Linked DNA regions of Zea mays: region 2 is linked to region 1. Evidence: chromatin contacts called from public Hi-C data. All regions are on one chromosome and are shown on one strand. Each heading gives the region's core, a stretch centred on a gene start, on an enhancer-like site or on the middle of the called end of the contact. The rest is flanking DNA. Distances are from core to core; before and after follow the strand shown.

What was found. A called contact is a pair of places that touch in the nucleus more often than the background predicts.
Region 2: a contact with region 1 is called in a Hi-C map of endosperm, with 4 times the contacts expected there. The contact joins the promoter of LOC103640699 here to the promoter of LOC100383572 in region 1. A contact is called at or near these places in 2 of 25 Hi-C or Micro-C datasets (endosperm and tassel).

The regions. Positions count from the first base shown.
Region 1 is chr10:2,311,375-2,315,717 of Zm-B73-REFERENCE-NAM-5.0, forward strand. It overlaps LOC100383572, which reads left to right and starts at 1,667. Exons shown (of 9, transcript NM_001176220.1): 1 at 1,667-2,516; 2 at 2,623-2,808; 3 at 3,008-3,193; 4 at 3,308-3,408; 5 at 3,566-3,808; 6 at 3,916-4,141. The coding sequence starts at 1,798.
Region 2 is chr10:2,715,515-2,719,705 of Zm-B73-REFERENCE-NAM-5.0, forward strand. It overlaps LOC103640699, which reads left to right and starts at 1,616. Exons shown (of 1, transcript XM_020545637.3): 1 at 1,616-4,191. The coding sequence starts at 2,998. The coding sequence ends at 4,026.

The DNA of each region.
Region 1 (4,343 bases), core at 417-2,916:
AGAAAGAGAACCATACATTCAGGAATAATTTCTCATAACAGGGGAGAATCACGGGCACATGGCAGCAGCACTCAGCACAGCGCTCGCCACCCATTGGCCAGGGAGGTACGACGCCAATGCAGGACTTTTGGGCTAGACTTTTTGACTGGAAAAAACTTATATACAAGAGGACTTTTAGGCTGCACCTCAGGCGGTTGCCCCAGGTCCAAATACGCCCTTGCTTGCGAGCCAGCCCCCAACTGAGAGTAGTGAAATCGAAAGCAAGTGCAACACACAGAGCGCCTACCTGCCGCTATGTCGTACCAGAATTCTAACATTCTGGATCGTAAATAACAACACAGAGATAATACGTATGGACAGCCGTAAAAAGATAGACTCTTTGCGAGGAGCCTGTCACTTACATTTTTTTCCCTTCACTTCGCCCTTATAAAACTCTCGAGAGACTTTATATTAAATATTGTACATGCCCCCTGAACACCTACGTACTAGGAGCACGTTTGTTTAGTGGGACAATTAAAATCCAGCAGCTGCTAGAATTTCACGTGCCGAATCAAACATCATCGCTGATTTCACATCTTGGATAATGCGCTACAAAAAGACTATCCACAATAATCAAGCTCTCGCTAGATTTTCTAGCGATTACGTACATGTGTGACGGAGACTCTCATAATACGCGGCAACAAACGGAGCCCTCACTTGGCCTCGGAGCTAGCAGTGACTTGACTGTCCTTGATCCATCCTTGGGTGATGCTGACAGAATATTAAACACTAGTACACGTGAGAATATGATATGTGGGGGCGTTTGGATGGTTAAAGTTTCAATAAAAATAATATCGTGCCCAAGTAGTATATCCTTCCTTCGAGATACAGCTTTGTTGTCTTTCATCTTAACTATCTTGCCACATCATCAAACATGTTTATGTGGCATATATTTAATGCGTATGATACTATGTAAGTTCACCAGCCATCTAATTATTACACTGTTCAGGAAAAAAAAAGATATAGCTAGTCTACGTAATATATACATGTCACATATGCCAACAAACACCATGCAGACAAAGGGATGTAGATTGTTTAAAAGCCAAGCTATATATGCAAACATCAGCGATACTTAACCAAACTTGAACAAGCTAAAACACTACCTATGTTGTTCTTGCCCTAGTTTCTAGTTCGCCAAAAATCTAATTACAACACTGTTCATCAAAATACCCTTTTTATCATTGCACAAATAAGAGGACTAATAAGATACACTCAATCTACTTGCATTATGGAAGAGAATGCCTCGTGATCACTCACCCACTCATCGGCCCACTCATCCACCCTCGAGCATCAGTAGGCGCCAATGGTACTAGCGTCGCTGTGCGTTAGCTCGGCGCCAATGATGATGACGTCGAGTTTGAGATTCATTTTTTGAAATAAAACTGTAAAGAACATAATTATGCAAAAAAAACTCAAAAGAGCTAAAATGCAAAAAAAAATGGTCGATTCTTGGTTCTGGACTCCTTGGTACGCAAGGAAAGCCAAAACAACCGGAATTCAAATCCACCCCTCTCTATTTAATTCACCACACGTACGGTGCTTTTTTTCTTCTAATCCAACCGTGTCCCCACACCTCTCCTCTCGCTTTTCACCTTCCCTCACTCCACAGTTTCTCAGGCAGGGGTAGCCGTCCCGTCCCGTCCCCCACTCCTCCCGTTCCGTGCTGCTCTCAGCAAGAAGAACCAAGGGAGAAGGAAACCCACCACACCACCCCTGATAAAAGAAGGGGTCGCACGCTCCCGCTCCCGCCGCGACGCCATGGACGCCTGGGAGGCCACCAAGGCGGTGTTCGACCGGGTGCGGGCGCTGGACCCGGACAACGCGTCCAAGATCATGGGCCTGCTGCTCATCCAGGACAACAGCGACAAGGAGCTCATCCGCCTCGCCTTCGGCCCCGACCACATCCTCCACGCCTTCGCCGCCGCAGCGCGCGCCGACCTCGCCGCCAAGCCCGCGTCCCCGCCCTCGCCCGTGCCCGGCCCGCTCCACCAGCCCGCCTCGCCCTGGGCGCCGCCCTCCGACCACCAGCAGGCCCCCTTCGCCGCCGACCACGCGCTCGGGTACGACTACGACGGCGCCGACGCCGACACATTCTTCTCCGACGACTACGACTGCTGGTCCCCGGCCGGCGCCACCGCCCACCGCCGCAGCTTCTCGCTTAGCGACGCCGAGCTCGCCGCCGCCGCCGCCGGCCCCGGCGCGTGGCGGCCCTGCATGTACTTCGCGCGCGGGTTCTGCAAGAACGGCTCTGCCTGCCGCTTCCTCCACGGCCTGCCCGAGCCCGCCCCCGACGCCGCGGAGCGCGAGATGGCCGTCATGCGCGCCAAGGCCCTCGCCGCCGCCGCCGCGCGCCCGCAGCAGCAGCAGCAGCTCATGGCGTCCGCGTTCCCGTTCTCGCCGTCGCCGTCGCCGCCCAAGGGCGCCAACCTCAACCTCCTGCTCCACCACCACTACCAGCAGCAAAGCGAGCCCCAAAGGTGACGTTTTTTCAGCCCGTCGTCGCCACCAAAGCCTGCATTTTCGTTCCAGTCTCTCGTGCCGGCCTTGCTGACCGAGTAGTCTCTCGCTCCGTCGCTTCTCCAGGGCGGGGGCCGCCATGCTGCTCCAGGGCGGCGGCGGCGACGACATGCACAGTAGCAGGTTCCCTCTGCGGTCGCCCGGCAGGATGGACCGCGGCGAGCTCGTCTCCAGCCCCGCCGCGCGGCAGATCTACCTGACCTTCCCGGCCGACTCCACCTTCGGCGAGGACGACGTCTCCAACTACTTCAGGTACTGGGCGCGCCGCCATTATTGGGGGTCCTGTTTTTGTTTCGACAACTGTCTCTCCTCCCCCTCTCTCTCTCTCTCCTGGTAGTCCAGTCCGTTCCGTTCCATTCCAGTCCAATAACGGGCGAACGGAAGGAACCGAACCGAGTGATTATTGATCCATCGACCGCGACGCGCCCCGTCCGTCTCCCTCCTTTGGCAGCATGTACGGGCCGGTGCAGGACGTGCGCATCCCGTACCAGCAGAAGCGCATGTTCGGCTTCGTCAGCTTCGTCTACGCCGAGACGGTGAGGATCATCCTGTGCAAGGGCAACCCGCACTTCGTGTGCGACGCGCGCGTGCTCGTGAAGCCCTACAAGGAGAAGGGCAAGGTCCCCGACAGGTTCAGGTCCGTCGCCTCGTCCGCTTCTCTCTTTACATCGCTCCGTTTCGACAGTTTCTTGTGCTCTCGTAGTAAACGGAAACATCGTCTCCCTCTTTTTTTTTCTTTGTTTTGTTGCAGGAAGCTGCAGCACCCGCACCTCGGCGACTTCGCCGGCTGCACGTCGCCCACCGGATTGCTGGATTCCAGGGACCCCTTCGATCTGCAGCAGCCACAGATCGGTGAGTAGTAACCGCTCCACTCTCTGTGTTGCGTTGCATTGCACTGCTTGCATGTATGCATTCATTCCATTCTTCTCTTTCCTTGCAGCATTTCTTCTGCTCAATCTGCCATTGATGCAGATTAACAAGCTGGTTTGTTGTTTGGCAACTGGTATAGGACCAAGGATGATGTACGGGAACATCGCCAACCACGAGGCGTTCCTGAGGAGGAAGCTCGAAGAGCAGCAGCAGGCCATCGAGCTGGAGGGCCGCCGCTTCATGGGGCTGCATCTCCTCGACCTCAAGATCAGGGGCCACCACCTCGGCTCCTCCCCCGCCACGACCGTCGTGGGGCAAGGCGAGGGCGGCAAGGGCAGTGGCAATGGCAATGCCGTCCAGCTGGAGGATGTCATCGTCCAAGGTCCGCTTCTCGACCCTAAACAAGGTTTATTTGAATGAAGTTCAATCCATGGTTCGTTCAGAGGTCGTGTGACATCGAATCGTATCCTTGGTTTCTGGCTGTAGCAGATACTCCTACGAAGATGAACAGTAACAGCCTTGCAATGAGTGCGCCTGCAGCTGCTGTATCTGCTGCAGCCGATGCAGGAGGCGAGCACGAGGAGCAGCAGGAAGCAGGGCACGGGGAGGAAGGCGACGGCAGTCCCAAGCAGGCAGTCAACCTTGGGGAAGACGAGAAGACGGAATCTGGCCCCGTCACAGCTCCACCCATTGTTGCTCGTGGATTCCAAGAAAGGTTAAGACTGTTGTTGTGGAGTATTTCTTTTGGGGAAAGGAACGGGGAGAAAAGGCAGGAGGATAGAGAAGCAAAGCAGACTTGGATCAACTTTCCCTTTTCTTTCCTTGAGCATGTTTTGCCGGTTCATCATAGAAAAAAAACGTTAGCCATCTTGACATAAACACGCTACAGTTATCTTCCCGGCTTAGACCTAATGTGC
Region 2 (4,191 bases), core at 366-2,865, 400 kb after region 1:
TTTACCAAATTTCCGGGACACTTTCACTGTGGAGACAGATGCTTGTCAACCCATTGCTTACCTTAGCAAAGCCCTAGGAGAAAAACATGCCCAAACTCTGCAGATTTGCTCACTTCTTTCCTATCAAGCACCCATAGGTACCTCTACTGTTGCTCAAGTTGCCATGGACAACATCGTCAAATTACATGGTGTTCCCAACTCTGCTTTGGCTGGTAGAGACACACAATCTTTCTCAGTGTTTCAGCTGTACATGGTCAGCCTCTTACCCTGAGCACAGCCATATACCATGCCCAAACCGATGGGCACACAAAGAGGGTCATTAATTGTTTCAGATATATTATCACAAACCAGTGTATGGTTCTCATTCACTGTCGCTGTCCATCATTTCTTGTAGCTAGATGTAGCTAGTGCTGCCTTTTCATCCTTTGACCACTATACGCGCAACCCACACGCTATGAAGAAAGTCTTTAATCAAAGCCCATATGAAGTAGTAATAAGTGGCAAACTATGTTGCGTATGTCACGGCCAAAACATCATCGCGTCATGATGAAAAGGGAGTACTGATGCTGCGCACAAGCTACTACCTTCACTCTACAGCAAAATCAGAAGAAAAAAAAACAACAACCATGCTGGACTGATCTTACAACAACAACCATGGATGGTGGTCTTAATAAGGCCTCGTTTGGCAGGGCTCCGGCTTCTCTAAAACTGACTCCGGCTCTGGCTTCTCTTCAAAAACAGCTTCTTTATAGGAGTTAGTTTTTTTAACAAGTCGTTTGGTAAAACGGCTCCTCTTAATACAAGAGAAGGAGAGTGTGAGAAGAAGCCCGCTAGGAGCCTTTTTTTTGCTCGACTCCTCTGTATAAAAATGGCTCCAGCTCATCGATGCTTTTTATTGGGAGCTCTTTTTTGAAACCGTTTGACTAGGCTCCTACAAGAGCCAGAGTCGGTTTGGGAGCCCTTCCAAACAAGCCCTAAGTCAATCAACAAATAGCACAATGCTTCTGGGTGGAAAGTAGACTTAGATCCCGTTTGGCACGACTCCGACTCCTCTAAAAATGACTCCGTCTCTGTCTTATCTTCAAGAACAACTCCTTTATAGGGGCCGATGTTTTTTAACAAATCGTTTGGCAAAACGATTCCTCTTGACGCGAGAGAAGGGCTCCGGCTCCTCTCTATAAAAAATGGTTTCGGCTCCTCGGTGCTCTTTGTTGGGAGCTCTTTTTTTTAGACCGTTTGGGAGGGCTCCTCCAAGAGGCGGAACGAGAGCCCTCCCAAACAGGTCCTTAGTTATGTTCGTAGCCTTACAATTAAGGCCCCGTTTTGCACGGCTCTGGCACCTGTAAAAATGATTTCGGCTCTAGCTTCTCTTCAAACCAGCTTCTCTATAGGAGCCAGTGTTTTTTAACAAATCGTTTGGCAAAACGGCTTCTTTTGACATGAGAGGAGGGGAGTGAGAGGGGGAGTCGCTAAGAGCCAATTTTTTTGCTCCGGCTTCTCTCTGTAAAATGGCTCTAGCTCCTCGGTGCTCTTTGTCCGGAGCTATTTTTTGAGACCGTTTGGGAGGGCTCCTCGAAGAGCCGGAGCCACGGTGCTCTTTGTCCGGAGCTATTTTTTGAGACCGTTTGGTAGGGCTACTCAAAAAGCGAGAGCCAGTTTAGGAGCCCTCTCAAACAGGCCCTAATTCTATTTCGCTATAAATAATTGTTTTCCTATGCGAATCCAAACGGGAGGTTACTTTGGTAGACTAATTTTTGTAGCTGATGTAATAAAAAGTTGTTAATAAATGACACGAGGATAGAGACCGTTGTTATTAGTCCTGTCCAGTCCCAAAAGTACGAAATCCATATATATACGTTAGTAAAGACAGCCCTGAAAGTACTCATGACTCACGAGAGCTTTCACTGTCCAGCGGGGACACATCCGTGTGGTCCCACTTTCCAGCGAAAGAGACGCTCTCTTCTTCCGAGCCGTGTCGCATCAAGTCCTTCAGTAAGCCTAGACGTTGGAGCTGCAGCGGCTGGAGGAGGCGGCAAGCACACGGGCCCACATGCCATCCAGTGTTCCAGCTGCTGCTGCTGCTCGTACCAAGGCATGATCAGTACTCTACTAGAGCAAAGGTGTGTGTAGCTAGCTGCCTGGACGTTGCAGCGCTGGAGGAGGCGGCGGCAAGCGCACGGGGGGGCCCACATGCCATCCAGCGTTCAGAGAAGCTTCACATGCAAAAGGGCCCCTCCGAAGAATCCAAACGTTACGAAAAGGCCCGTGCCCCCGTGAGATGACAAAGCGGCAAACGGCGTGCCTCCACCCACCCACACACACACACTGACAAACGACCCCCCTCGGTATTCTCCAATCCCCAAACCCTCGTCGACGCCGTCGTCTTCACTGTTCAGTCCCCCCCACAGCCCCACTCCCTTCACTCTCCTCCCCTCCACCGTCGCCGTCATTCCATTCGTGGGGGGCGCATTACTTCTGCGGTTCTGCGCCCCGTCCCGAATCCCTGTAGCGTCCACCTTCTCCCTCCCACCGCCCGGATTCCGCAAGACTGAGAGCAGCGCTCGCTCGCCTCCTCCCAATCTCCGCATCGTTTCTGTCCAGGTCGGCGGCCCGATTTGTTGCCGGGCGTCGTCCTCGCCCCCGCCCTGCCTGCCACTCCTCGTAGGACTCGGTCCTGTCCGGACTCCCGCTCCACCTGTCCCCTCCTCGCTTCCATCGCCATTGCCGCCCTCATTTTGCCCCCCTCCCGCTCGAAGCCGCCTGCTGCTTTGGACCGTGCCGAGCGGGGCGGCGTAAATGCCCGCCCGTGCAGAGGATCCCAGACAGCCTTCTCCGCCCCCAAACCCCGTCCTTGTTTCCCACCAATTAGGAGCAGGGGAAGGTTCTCGCACGCGTGCCCATCCTACCAACGGCCAATTCCAGATGCGGAGGGCGTCCTGACTCCACCTGCCAAGCTCCGGCCTCTGCTCTGCTCCGCCCCGCACCCCACCCGCCGACATGGGCTTCTTGATCTGCCGCGTCTGCCTCCTCCAACTGCTGCTCCTCCTCCTCCTCGCCTTCACCTCCTCACCAGCGTCAGCGCAGCCGGCGGCGCCGCCCGGCAGCGCCAGGGCGCTGGACGCGGCGCTGCAGGAGTACGCGTTCCGGGCGCTGGCGGCGCGGCCGCGCACGGGCATTATCTACAACGCCACCATCCCATCCAGCCTCGCGGGCGTGGCGGCGTCCGCGCTGCGCCTGCGCAGCGGCAGCCTGCGGCGGAAGGGCGTCGCGGGGGGGTACTTCAACTTCGCGGTCCCGCCCGGCGTCGCCACGCGGCCGCGCGTCGAGCGGGTGGTGCTCGTGTACCACGACCTCGGCAACCTGTCGGACCGCTACTACCCGCTGCCCGCCGGGTACGCCTACGTGGCGCCGGTGGTGGGGCTGCTGGCCTACGACGCGGCCAACCTGTCGGCCGCCGCCGCCGCCGCCGGGGGGCTGCCGGAGCTCGGCCTCGTCGCCGCGTCGGGGCGCCCCATCTCCGTGGCCTTCAACGGCGGCGGCGGCGGCGGCGCCGCGGCGCGGTGCGTGGTGTTCGGGCTGGACGGCGTGCCGCGGTTCCGGGACCTGGAGGAGGGAGGCAACAACGTGTGCGCGACGTACGAGCAGGGGCACGTCTCGATCGTCGTGAACTCCAGCGGCGGGAGCGCCCCGGGTCCGCCTCCGCCTCCGCCTCCGGCTGGCGCGATCGCCCCGCCGATACCGACGGAGGAGGGAGGTGAGAAGAAGGGGGGCTCGGGCTCGGCGGCGTGGAAGGTCGCCGTCGCCGTGGGCGTGGTTGCAGGTGCGGCCGCCTTGGGGCTGGTGGGCGCGCTGATGCTGTGCTTGGTGCGGTACAGGAGGGACAAGAAGCTTGAGGCCATGGAGCGGAACGCGGAGGCCGGGGAGGCGTTGCGGGTGGCGCGCGTCGGGCGGGCGCAGGCGCGGGCGCCCGTGGCGTCCGGGACGCGGACGCAGCCGGTGATCGAGAACGAGTACGCTGCGTCCTAGTGTGTGTGTGGGGGGGGGGGGGCTTTCTGAAGACTTGATGGTTAGCTTGTGCTGACAGGAGCTATGCTGCTGCTACCTGCTAATATGAGAAACCAGGTTCTGGTCCGTGAGGGGTTTAGGGCATTCTTTTGTTGATCGGAAGGTTAGGTTTTGATACCATTCATG